2 separate regions of the Rattus norvegicus genome follow, and region 2 is linked to region 1. The links are chromatin contacts, called in public Hi-C maps. All regions are on one chromosome and are shown on one strand. Each heading gives the region's core, a stretch centred on a gene start, on an enhancer-like site or on the middle of the called end of the contact. The rest is flanking DNA. Distances are from core to core; before and after follow the strand shown. Region 1 holds the start of Slc2a8 (solute carrier family 2 member 8). Region 2 holds the start of Garnl3 (GTPase activating Rap/RanGAP domain-like 3).

The links. A called contact is a pair of places that touch in the nucleus more often than the background predicts.
Region 2: a contact with region 1 is called in a Hi-C map of Schwann cells, with 4 times the contacts expected there. The contact joins the promoter of Garnl3 here to the promoter of Slc2a8 in region 1. A contact is called at or near these places in 2 of 12 Hi-C or Micro-C datasets (the A7r5 cell line and Schwann cells) and 1 of 1 datasets of contacts at active chromatin or transcription factors (oligodendrocytes).

The regions. Positions count from the first base shown.
Region 1 is chr3:36,679,730-36,685,449 of GRCr8, forward strand. It overlaps Slc2a8 (solute carrier family 2 member 8), which reads right to left and starts at 2,405. Exons shown (of 10, transcript NM_053494.2): 1 at 2,321-2,405; 2 at 2,084-2,246; 3 at 1,725-1,931; 4 at 613-712. The coding sequence starts at 2,376.
Region 2 is chr3:36,828,004-36,833,293 of GRCr8, forward strand. Garnl3 (GTPase activating Rap/RanGAP domain-like 3) reads right to left here and starts at 2,008. Exons shown (of 30, transcript XM_039106188.2): 1 at 1,839-2,008. The coding sequence starts at 1,918. It overlaps Ralgps1 (Ral GEF with PH domain and SH3 binding motif 1), which reads right to left. Exons shown (of 20, transcript NM_001427068.1): 20 at 3,026-5,290.

The sequences.
Region 1 (5,720 bases), core at 1,155-3,654:
GACAATTTCGGAAACCTCCCCAGGCCACCAGCTCTGCCCTTCACCTTTGGGAAGCAGTCTCCTTTATGCGGCACTCTGCTGAGAGCCCAGTGACAGCATGTGGAGAGAGCCCGGTTCTTTTTTTTTTTTTTTTTTTTTTTTTTTAAAGATTTATTTATTGTATATGAGTACACTGTAGCTGTCTTCAGACACACCAGAAGAGGGCATCAGATCTCATTACAGATGGTTGTGAGCCACCATGTGGTTGCTGGGATTTGAACTCGGGACCTCTGGAAGAGCATTCGGTGCTCTTAACCACTGAGCCATCTCTCCAGCCCCGAGAGCCCGGTTCTCCGAGTGACTGAGCTAAAGCATTTCCCTACCCCCACCCCTCCTTGCACTGGGACCCTCTACTGAGTCCCTCTAGGGTGTGGTGGGATTCTGGCCCAAAGAAATCACCTGTTCTACTTCTTCTTGGCACCGAGTCACCAGGACCTCCCCTCCCAGGAGTGCGCCTGAGAACCTGGCACCTTGGCCAGCGGCACCAGGCAAACCCTTGCCCGCTATGACCCTCAGTTTCCAGAGTGGCCACAGAGGCTCTAATAGGGATCAAAAGAGAGCATACAAATCTACCTGCCACGTAGGCCAAGAGGATGCCAGTGACAACCATCAGCTGCACACAGGAGCCGAGCAGTCCTCGAACGGCTGGGTAGGCGATTTCCGAGATATAGACCTATTGGTGGTTAAGGTTAGACTTTACTTGGCTCTTCTAATGGAAAGGTTTAACCCTGCTATGGGTCAGCAGAGTGCCCTGCCCCATTTCCTGGAGATTTTAAAAGAGGATTGTGGGTAATGGGTTGCCACTATGTGCGTGAGCACTGAGAGGAGTGCAGAGCTTCCTTCCCTACACTCGTTTTAAAAATTTATTTATTTATTTATTCATTTATAGATAGAGTTTCATGAAGCCTAGGCTAGCCTCCTGAGCTGAGGATAACCCTGAATTCCTGGTCTTCATGCATTTACCTTCAAGTTATGGGATTACGGACATGTGCCACCAGGCCCAGCACAGCACACGTTTCATATGCACAGATGTGAGTTAAAACGGGCTGACTCCAGTCTGGGACACTAACTTGTTCAGCCTAATCCTACTAGGGGAGCCATTACTTCTAATCTCAGGACTCACCAGGCGTTATCCATACATACTTCTAGATTATTCCATACCTTATGCCCTCGTTTAAAAAAAAAAAACAAAACCATGCAGATCTCCAGTCTCCCTTTCCTCTAACTCCTTCACACCTCCAACAGGTGAAGAGAGGAGAAGCAGGAGGCCACGGAGGGGGGGGGGGTCATCCGAGTGTGTGGCCACAGGTTGCTGGCGATCCTCAGTTACTTGGGTCTAAATCTTTCCAGGGACCACTCCTGGACCAGCAAACCACCTCAGGACTCGGCCTTACTTTAAGGGGAGCAAACTGAGGCTGGGAGAGAGGCCTGTGTCCAGGTAAGTGATCCAGGTGTGTGGGCTGCAAAGTATATGCAGCCGTGGCTGCAAGCAGTGAAGGGATATCCCAGGGACAACCCAGAACAGAGCTGTTAACACGAGAATAGGGGCATTCCAGTTATCGCTGCTAAGCATACAGGGACACCACTATTAGTAGAGTAAAAGAGGCACAACCAAGGTCAGTGAGGAATAGCTTCACTGTTGCCCCTGCCTGGCGAAGATCATCTAGGAAGCCCAAACCACTCACCGGTGCCACTAATGAGGCGACTCCGCAGGCTAGGCCGGTGAGGAGGCGGCCTCCGAGCAGCATCCACACATCCCGGGCCGCGGTGATGACAGCAAAACCGGTCACGAAGGGCACGGTGCAGAGCAGGAGGCTCAGCTTGCGCCCTGCACGGTCCAGGAGCCAGCCGCCCAGCACGCCCCCTGCCGCAGCGCCCAGGGTCACGACGGCCTGGGGACCCGGACGCGCTGAAGAGGAGGCCACCAGGGACCATGGCCCACGATCCCTCCACCCCACTCCCCGCAGCCTCAGAGGAAAGAGAATGAGGAGGACCCTGGTGTGCGGCAGAGAATGGGGGACCCGGGACTCCCCCGCGGGCTCACCCCGAACCAGGAGGCCGCAGTGTCTCCGAGGCGTAGGGCAGGGGGTGCGGTGCGCCGCAGGCTGGGGATGGCGGGGGAGCTGTAGCCAAGCGCGAAGCCGAAGCTGAGCGGGCCCAGGGCGGCGGCGAAGGTGGCAAGGAAGACCCGGCGGCCGCCGGGAGCCCTGCGGGTACAAGGCCGTGCGTGAGCGGCGTCGCCGGGCGTGAGAGAGAGGTCGCGGCCCCCGGGAGTCCGCACCTGGCGCCCGGCGACCGCAACAGCGGCTGTGTTTCCTGGGGGTCCTCGGGCGACATGTCAACAGGGTCTGACCCGCGAACTGTCGCGGCTCGGGCGAGCGCGGCCTCCGCGGCAGGAGTGACCAATGGGACGCTAGAATCCGGCCTCCAATCAGAGCTGACCAATGGAAGCACAGAGCCGGTTGCAAAGCTCAATGGAGCTGAACTACGCCCATGTATATGTTTGCAGGGAGCTGGGGGACAGAGATGACAGCGCCCCTATGCTGGTCCGAAGGAAGCTTTCTTTTCCTTCCACCAAGTGGATCTTCCAGATCGAACACAGGCCATCAAACTTGGGGACAAACACCTTTACAAGCAGAGTCATCTCGCTGCCCCTGTTTTGGTGGTTTCTTTTGTTTTTTATTTTAAACTTTATCTGTATGAGTGTTGTTTACATGTTTACACACAGATATATTTGTGAGTGGTGTGTGTGTGTGTGTGTGTGTGTGTGTGTGTGCGTGCGTGCGTGCGTGCGCGCTTGCTTGCTTGCTTGCTTGCTTGCTTGCTTGCTTGAGGAGTTCAGAAAGCGTGGTCAGATTCTGGGAACTGGAGTTAGAGATTGTTGTAAGCCATCATGTGTGTGCGTGCTTGAGACCTGAACCTGAGCCCTCTGCAGAAACAAGTGTTCCTAAGCATCGAGCCGTCCTTTGTATTTTTATTTTTATTTTTATTTTTATTTTTATTTTTATGGAGTTGTCTCTAAATCTAGCCTCCACTAACGAGGGTAGTAGTGGATCAGTGGTAGAGCACATTGGCTGGGGCAAGACTTCCCATCCTTACAACCCACAGTTCCCTGGACCATGGTCCTCCCCAACGTTGACTTCTGCTTCAGAGAGCCGCAGGGTGAAAAGGCTCCAGGAAAACTGTCCTGGGCCACCTGTTCCTATCCTTGGACTTTCTGACGTGGACCTGGTGCTTCTGGTGGCAGCTCACCTTCATCATGAGTGCTAGGATTGGAGATGGGAGGACCCTGTCAGGCGAGGCCCCTATTCCAGAAGTGGGACAGAGTGGAACTTAGTGATTTCCTTGTCCCCTGGTTGCCCCACAATAATACCAGGCCTTGGGATTAGCTTATCTCTCTATCTTTCTCCCGCCCGAGTCTCCCTGTGGTTGTGCTCCTCTATCGCTCTGCTTAATCAATACCTAACGCTTACAGCAGCTTCAGTGGGACGGATGTAATTCTAGAACCAGTGAGAGGCACCTAGTCCCTGCCTGCGCCTGGCTGTCTTCATTTCTAGAGCTGTGAGCAGGCTAAGCATTCAAATGCCTGTCAGTACGGCGGCTTTATGAAGCTGCGGCTACCCAACTGTGGCAACCAGTGTTTTGAAATTCTGATCACAAGACAATCCTTGAAGGCAGCCGATCACCTGCTTGTGGGTTTACAAAGTCTTCTGCTTGGGTGATGGACTCTTATCTCTGCTGCGTAATCACCCGCTCTGTTCTCTTTTTTTTTTCCCCAAGGGGCGTCAGTTCCTTTGGACAGCAGGCTCCTGGTGTCTGCAGAGTAAAGGACTTGGGTTGAATTGCACCTCGACCAGGTACTTTGTACTGGTCAACAGGCTCGGCAGAGTGGCTTCTGTAGAAGGGATACCCAGCCAGCACCAGACTTCTGAGTCATGGACATGTATGAACCACTGGCTAGTGGTATCCCTTCCCAAACTGGACCAGATATTGGCTCTCAAAAGGCTCACCCCCCCCTTTTTTTTGTGAGCAGAACAATACTAGCTTGGTGAGTCAGGTGCCTCTCTGCCTCCTCTCTCACACCCTTGTCTCTTATTCGGTCATAGGTGGCCTCATCACTGTCCTTCTGGAAGAATAAATAGAGGCTTGGATTCTTTCTCTGTTTCATCAAGATGAAACAACAAAAACAACAGGAGAAATGCAGACACAAGCTCATTAATTTGTATAACAGAAGAACCAGCAGCCAGGAGCCAGGCATGTGTCACACGCCTACCTCCTACTGAACACTTGGAAGGTCCAGTGGGAGAATCAAGAGTTCAAGGCCAGCTCTGGCCCCATGAAACTGAATGTCTCCTCCCAGATCCTAAAACAAAACAAAACAAAACAAAACAAAACAAAACAAAACAAAACACCAGCCAACCCCAGCTAACAGGTGTCTCTGAGAGATGAACAGTGTGGAGAGGGGCAGAACTTTTCTGGGACTAAGAGAACTCAAGTTTCAAGTCACCTGCTCTTTTGGAGTCTGTTTTCTTACCTGAAAAGCAGACAATATGGTCTGGAGGATGGCTCAGTTGGTGCAGTGCTAGGTTTGCAAGTGTGAGGACCTGAGTTTGACCCTAGCATTCTTGGGAAAGCAGGTGTGGTAGGGCATGTCTGTAATGTCATCCCCAGAGCTCACTGGGCATCCAGCCCCACCAGATCCTAGTGCAAGACCCTGTCTCAAAAAACCAAAGTGCATAGTTCTTGAGGAATAGCACCCGAAACTGACCTCTACCCTCCATATGTGTCCCCACAAGCCTCCAGCTTGAGGAAGGCCAGAGTAAAGCTGATAAAACTTCTGGTGGGGTTGCAATGCAGCGTGAAGTTGCCTCTAAAGCTAACGAGGGTCCAGGCACCTTCAGTCCCACGTATCACGATCAATTGTTGTATGGAAGGGGGAAGGGAGGGGAGCTCACTATGGCTTGCAAGGAGGAAGGAGCTGAAGCTCCAACCTCTGACACGTTCCATGACATCAGACCTCCTCAGAGTTGCTTCCTTGTGGGTTGACCCTGGGGCCATATGGGCATGAGGGGGAATCAATCAGTTGCTAAACTGGAGGTGACCTGTGACCTCTGGGCAGGGATGCTGTTTCTTATTTCATTCATGTCTGTCTCGGTCCACATTATTTACTGATCACTTTTCTGGAGGGTGCTGGGGTAGGTAGGGATTTTAAAAAACAGACTTTGAAGAGGACCTGGGTTGGGTTCCCAGTACCCAGTTTGGGCCGCTCCCAAATGCCAGTAACTCCATCTCCAGGGGCTCTGATGTCCTCTTTTGCCCTCGGTAGGCAACTACATTTGTGTGTATATACACAAGGGGACACACTGCGTACACATAATTTTAAAAACCCTTTTTAAAAAAAGATTTATTTATTATGATGTATGCAGCATCCTGCCTGCATATATGCCTGCAGGCCAGAAGAGGGCACCAGAGCTCATTGTACATGATTATGAGCCACCACGTGGTTTCTGGGAACTGAACTCAGAACTTCCGAAAGAACAGATAGCACTCTTAATCTCTGAGTCATGTCTCCAGCCCATTAAAAAAGTCTTCATTAAAAAAAAAAAACTAACACTTATAAAATGAATTTTTGTAAGTGTACATGTGTATATATATGTGTGCACCATGTGTGTGCCTTGGCG
Region 2 (5,290 bases), core at 758-3,257, 150 kb after region 1:
GGACAACCTGGGAAAGAGAAAGGACCTAGGAACTATGCAGGGTGCCCCCCACCCCAACCACAGATGGGCGGGGCCATAGGCAGCAGGTGTCCAGGCACCCGGGGTGTGAGGAGGATTATAGAAAGCGAGAGGAGCCTAAAGGGTGTCCTTTTGGGGGCTTAGGGGTTCCGACCTTGTCCTTGAGAATTTAGAAGCAGGCAGGTAGCATTCTCCACAGCCCAAGACCTCCCTGAGCTGTGGCGTGCAGGGCCTGTCACAGGGCCGAGGCTTCGGACGTCCACAGCATCTGCTGGCCGGACACAGGTTCCCCAGCCCTCCCGCTGGGCACTCCCTCAGTGTGGCCCGGCCGCTCTACCCCGCTCTGTGCGGACTCCCTCCCACGCCGCGGCCTCGCCACGCTCTGTCCCCTCACATCATCAACCCCCCACGTGGCCTACTCCCTTCTCCCGCCCCTAGAGGCTGCACCCCTCGGGGCAACGGTACCTGGGACTCTCAAAGCTGCACCCCCTGCGCCGCAGCGCCGCCCTCTTCTGCCGCAGGAGCGCAGCGGCCGCCCCGCCGGGTTCCTGCTCCATCGCCCCGGGCGGGGGCCGACGGCTCGGGCACACTCGGGTGGGCTCGGGCCTCGGCGGTGTTCGGCTGGACGCTCAGCTAGCGCGCCGCAGCCCACGCCCCGCCCCGCACCCCTCACCGGACCCAAGCCCCGCCTCTGTCCCGCCCCAAACTCCAGCCAAGCCCGGGACCTCAGGCCCCGCCCCGAACTTCAGCCTAACCACTCCCTCATACTCTCCACGGGGCCTAGGCCCCGCCCCTACCCTAGCAGGTTCCCTTAACATTCCTTAGGATTTACGCCCCGCCCATACTCTAGCCGCCTAACCACGCCTCAGGCTTTAGGTCCCGCCCCACCCTAGCAGCCTAACCACGCCTCAGGATTTAGGTCCCGCCCCACCCTAGCAGCCTAACCACGCCTCAGGCTTTAGTCCCCGCCCCTACTCCAGCAGGTCGCAACCACCACTACCACGCCTCTGGCTTTAGGCCTCTCCTCTGCCCCGCCCCCATTCTAGCAAGTACGCCTCTACCGAAACTCCCCGGCTTTAAGCCCTGCCCCTAACCTATCCAAGTCCGCCTAATTTCTGGAGCTAGTCTTAGGCACCGCCCTGATCTCCTACCGAATCCTCTCCCTTAGGCCCGTTTGAGGCCTTGGCCCGCCCCCTGCCTCGCCCCTAATTCTAGCAGATCCTCCCTCATCACTCAGTTGGATTTAGGCCCCGCCCCCTCTCCGCCCCCAATCCAGCCTATCTGAATCAGGTTCAGGTCCCGCCCCTGTCGGTCCTTGCCCCGCCCCAATCAGGCAAGTCCCCTCTCAGCTCGCTCAGGCTCCACCCATGTCCCGCCCTAAGTACCAATCCTTACCTATTAATGAACTCAGGCCCCACCCCAAATCTTTATCCAGTCAGTCTCTTTGCCCTTCAGCTTTGCCAAGGCCCCGCCTCATCTCCTTAGCCAAACCCACCTCACGCCCTAGTCTGGGCACAGGCCACGCCCCGAGTTTCTGATCTCTGTTTCCCTGGCTCACCTCCGACCAGTGCAGGCCCCACCCTGCCTCTACCCGGAGCTCCAGCCACGCCCCTCCCGAGCCAGCCTCACCAGCCCTCCCTCTGCGTTTCTATGTAGCGTATGCAGGCTCCGCAACTTCGTTGGGTCCACGGTCCATCACTTCCGCTCTTCACCATCCCCACAGATCTAGGCCATGCCCACCTACCCCTCCACCACAGAGCGCTGTATCGGTCCTCCACACCGCAGCTCCGCTTGCTGGCTTCGCTGCTGACCCTCCTCACCTCAGCACCTCCTGGTTCTTTCTATCGTAGTACCGCCTTCTTTTGGGGGCCGCCTTTCTCCATGTCCCGCCCACAGGCATGGCCCCCCGACCCTGGAGCTCCGCCTCTTCTCCCTTGAAGCTGAGGTCTGTACTTGGAGCTATTCTGCGTCTCTCATCCCTTGGCTGTTCTGCCCTAAGATCCCTCAGGCTTCCCTGCCTACACTATAAGCCCCGCCCATCTAACCCCGCCCACGTCGCCTCTTCTTCACTTCAGGGGTGCCTGGATGATGCGGGTCTTCCTGGATGAACTGGGGTCCACCACGAGGTACTCAAGTTTGTAGCTGGAAGGGTGAGGAACTCAAGAACTAAATCAGGACTTATAGATCTTCCTCTGGCTTGCTCACCTACTTTTCTTACCCAGCCAAGTCCCACCTGCCTCGGGGTACCACCACCTACAGTGGGCTGGACCCTTCACAGTGCCACCTCCACCACCACTACCAAAAATCCTCAGTCTACAGGCTAATCTGATGGAGGAAACTGCTCAATTGAGAGTTCGTTTTCCCAAGTGTAGGTGTGTGTTAATTTGTGCAGCAGGGCTTTCACTGTGATCATGCGGTTCTGGTCTCCCTTGATGCTGCACACTCGGGTGAGACAGGAGCAAGAATGGGTGTGTATGCCTGGGAGCTGCCACTGAGATCTCCAATCTAGTTCTCTAGTTCATGCTTTCCTGCTCATTCACGCTCCCGCTCCACGTCTCCCTCTCTTCCTCTGTCCAGCGTTATTCATACCCTTCCTTCCCTTCGCCTCTAATCAAACTGGAGTGGGTTTGCTTTTTGCATCATGACTTCCTCCCGACATCTCTTTTCAGATATCACATTGACTGGAATTCTCCCTCAGTAATCTCTGCTTTTCTCAATGTTCATCCTTTCCTCTCTGTCTCCCTCTCCCCAAACCCCGCTCCTACTACCAGCTTCCTCAGTGTTCTGCAACTTCTAATCTGAAAACTCCCAAGGCCCCCTGTTTCTTAGGCATTCCCAGACCTTCCTCCAAGAGACCCACAATAATGTCCCTGTCCTCTCCCTCCTATATATTTACATGCCAGTTACTCTCAGATCAGTCCTGAACAGTCTATGCCTTCATGTCTGCATGTAGCACAGCAGCTGCCTGCCAAATTGACTGCATGTGACACTAATAAATGGAACGATATTTATTGGAAAACACATTTAATTTCAAAGTAAACAAAGATGTCTGTACATGAAAGTATTTAATTAGTGAAACAATTATCAGTGTAACAAGCTGAAAAATACAGCAACTTGATACAAGACTGAGGTAACAAAATACTTCACCAAAAATCTAAAGAATCCCAAGGAGGGATGATGTTCCATGGTTATTGCAGATGAGACAATTTACAAATGTTAGAGAAAAATCCTCACATAACTGCATGCAGGGTCTGCTGGGAAAAAAAAGCTTGGGAGGTGTAGCAGATTTAACAAGAAACAGAGTAAGATGTAGAGTAAGATGTGAAAACTTATTTCCAGTTTACTTGGAAGAACACATAAGAAATTGAAAACTACTCTCTACACAACATTTTGAATGCTAAGTGGGAAAACATGCATTTTGGCACAAAATTTATTAAAGAGTATACCTCACTAATAAATACTATTACTTCATTACTGAATGGTCACAGTCCTTCCAAAATGGCTTGCTGCTGTGAGTGGCAATTTGGGGCTGTCCACGGGACACACACTTGTGCAGCAGCAGGTTACAAGGTGGACCAAAGTCCAAGTCCTCGGCTCCCAAGGACTTGCAGCTCCCACTCATACTGTATTTGAATGGAACACTGAAGTTAGAGTAAACAGGGAGGGGAGGGAGTTGTGTATTCTGCAAGCACTCAGACCCTACTCTCTCATTCTACCTTTGGCGTCCTCCTTGTAACCATTCTTGAACAAAGACCTGTATCTGGCTGTTCAGAGCCAGACAGCTTCCAGTGTTGGGACTCCAGCTAGTACTCATGGCAACTTACTCTCCCAACATCCCCATTCAGTCTGAAGTCTTCCTGGAGGAACCAATGCACAAGATTTGTATTCAGGGGTAGAGGAGAGGCAGGGTCTTGCCAAAGTTGGCGTGCGAGGTGGTGATTATTTGATCACTGACTGGTAAGTTCTACAAAGGTCAACATTGGATTTGTCTTGTTTCTAGCCATTTCAGTCTGGGTAGAGCCTGGTGAATAAGAAGTATTCACTAGAGATATGGATGAATGTTTGTACAATAAATACACTTTCAAAAGAGCTTTGTGCAGGGTGGGGTTTTTGTTTTTGTTTTATAACATGAAATCACCCAACATATCAATATGACATAGGGTCACACAGAAGAGAAGCTGTGCTTTTGGCAATATTCAATAGAGGTTGCAAAGCTCTGGACCCCACATGCAGATGAAAGCAGTCTTGGCTTATAAATGGCTTCCCAGTTTTACAGATCATTTTCCACCTGAAAGTTGATAGTAACAAACAAACAAGGAAACAAACAAAATACCAGCACACCTTTCTTAGGCTTGAGAGGCAAGAGTTAAGTGACGGAAGAGACTCTGGCCTTCTTGGTAAGAAGGAGAAATATAGAGAGCCTGCTAGCAAGACACGGCTGTGTCCACCTGCTCAGCATCTTGGTCCAACAAATGCCCCGGGGCGTCTGGTCAGGGGAGGGGAAGGGCCAAACTCTCCTGCTGGCTTATGTAGGAGAGTGGTTCAGGTGCTTCCTACCAAGTCAAGTCTCCTCAAGGTATCTTGCTTGCCAGCATACACTTGGCTAACTTTGAGTTACAAAACTTGTACATTAAAGAGGGACAGAGGTTACTCCTATTGTAAGTGAGTGGGCTTTTCTTGGGACTTCATAATACTACCAGCTGCCCATCCCAGTTTCTAAATGGCATTCTACAGCTCTCAGGTTGGGGTGCCATGGTCTGTCTGCAAGGCAGTAACTGGCAGGACCACCAACAGTTTCACAGTATGTGTGCTATGGACAATGGAGCAAAAGTGCAGAACATTTTCCTTCCAGGCTAAGAATCCACCTAGGACCTCTGCCCCTGTCATGTGACCTGGCCACCTCCCCTGCGACAAGCCAGCACTGGGGATATTAGCACTGAGCTTGTATGCTTGGCCTAAGTCCCTGCTTGGAGAGTCAAATATCTTTTAACTCCATCTACAGGGCTCTCCTGCCATGTTCGAGGCTCACAAGAGTCCCATGAGGCTTTTCACTAATAAAGTCCAAGCAGTTGTCTTCAAGAGTCCATGATAAGGATGCTTGTGGGAGGGGAGGGAATTTGGTTTCAATTAGGGAGATTAAACACTTGGAAAATAATTGTGATTGTGCTCTTTCAGATTAGGCCTGGAAGAAAACACTTGTGTCTGGTAAGACAAACCTGTAAAGGGCAGAAAGTTCTCTGAGTGGGACTGAAGTTCTGGGGCTTTTGATGTC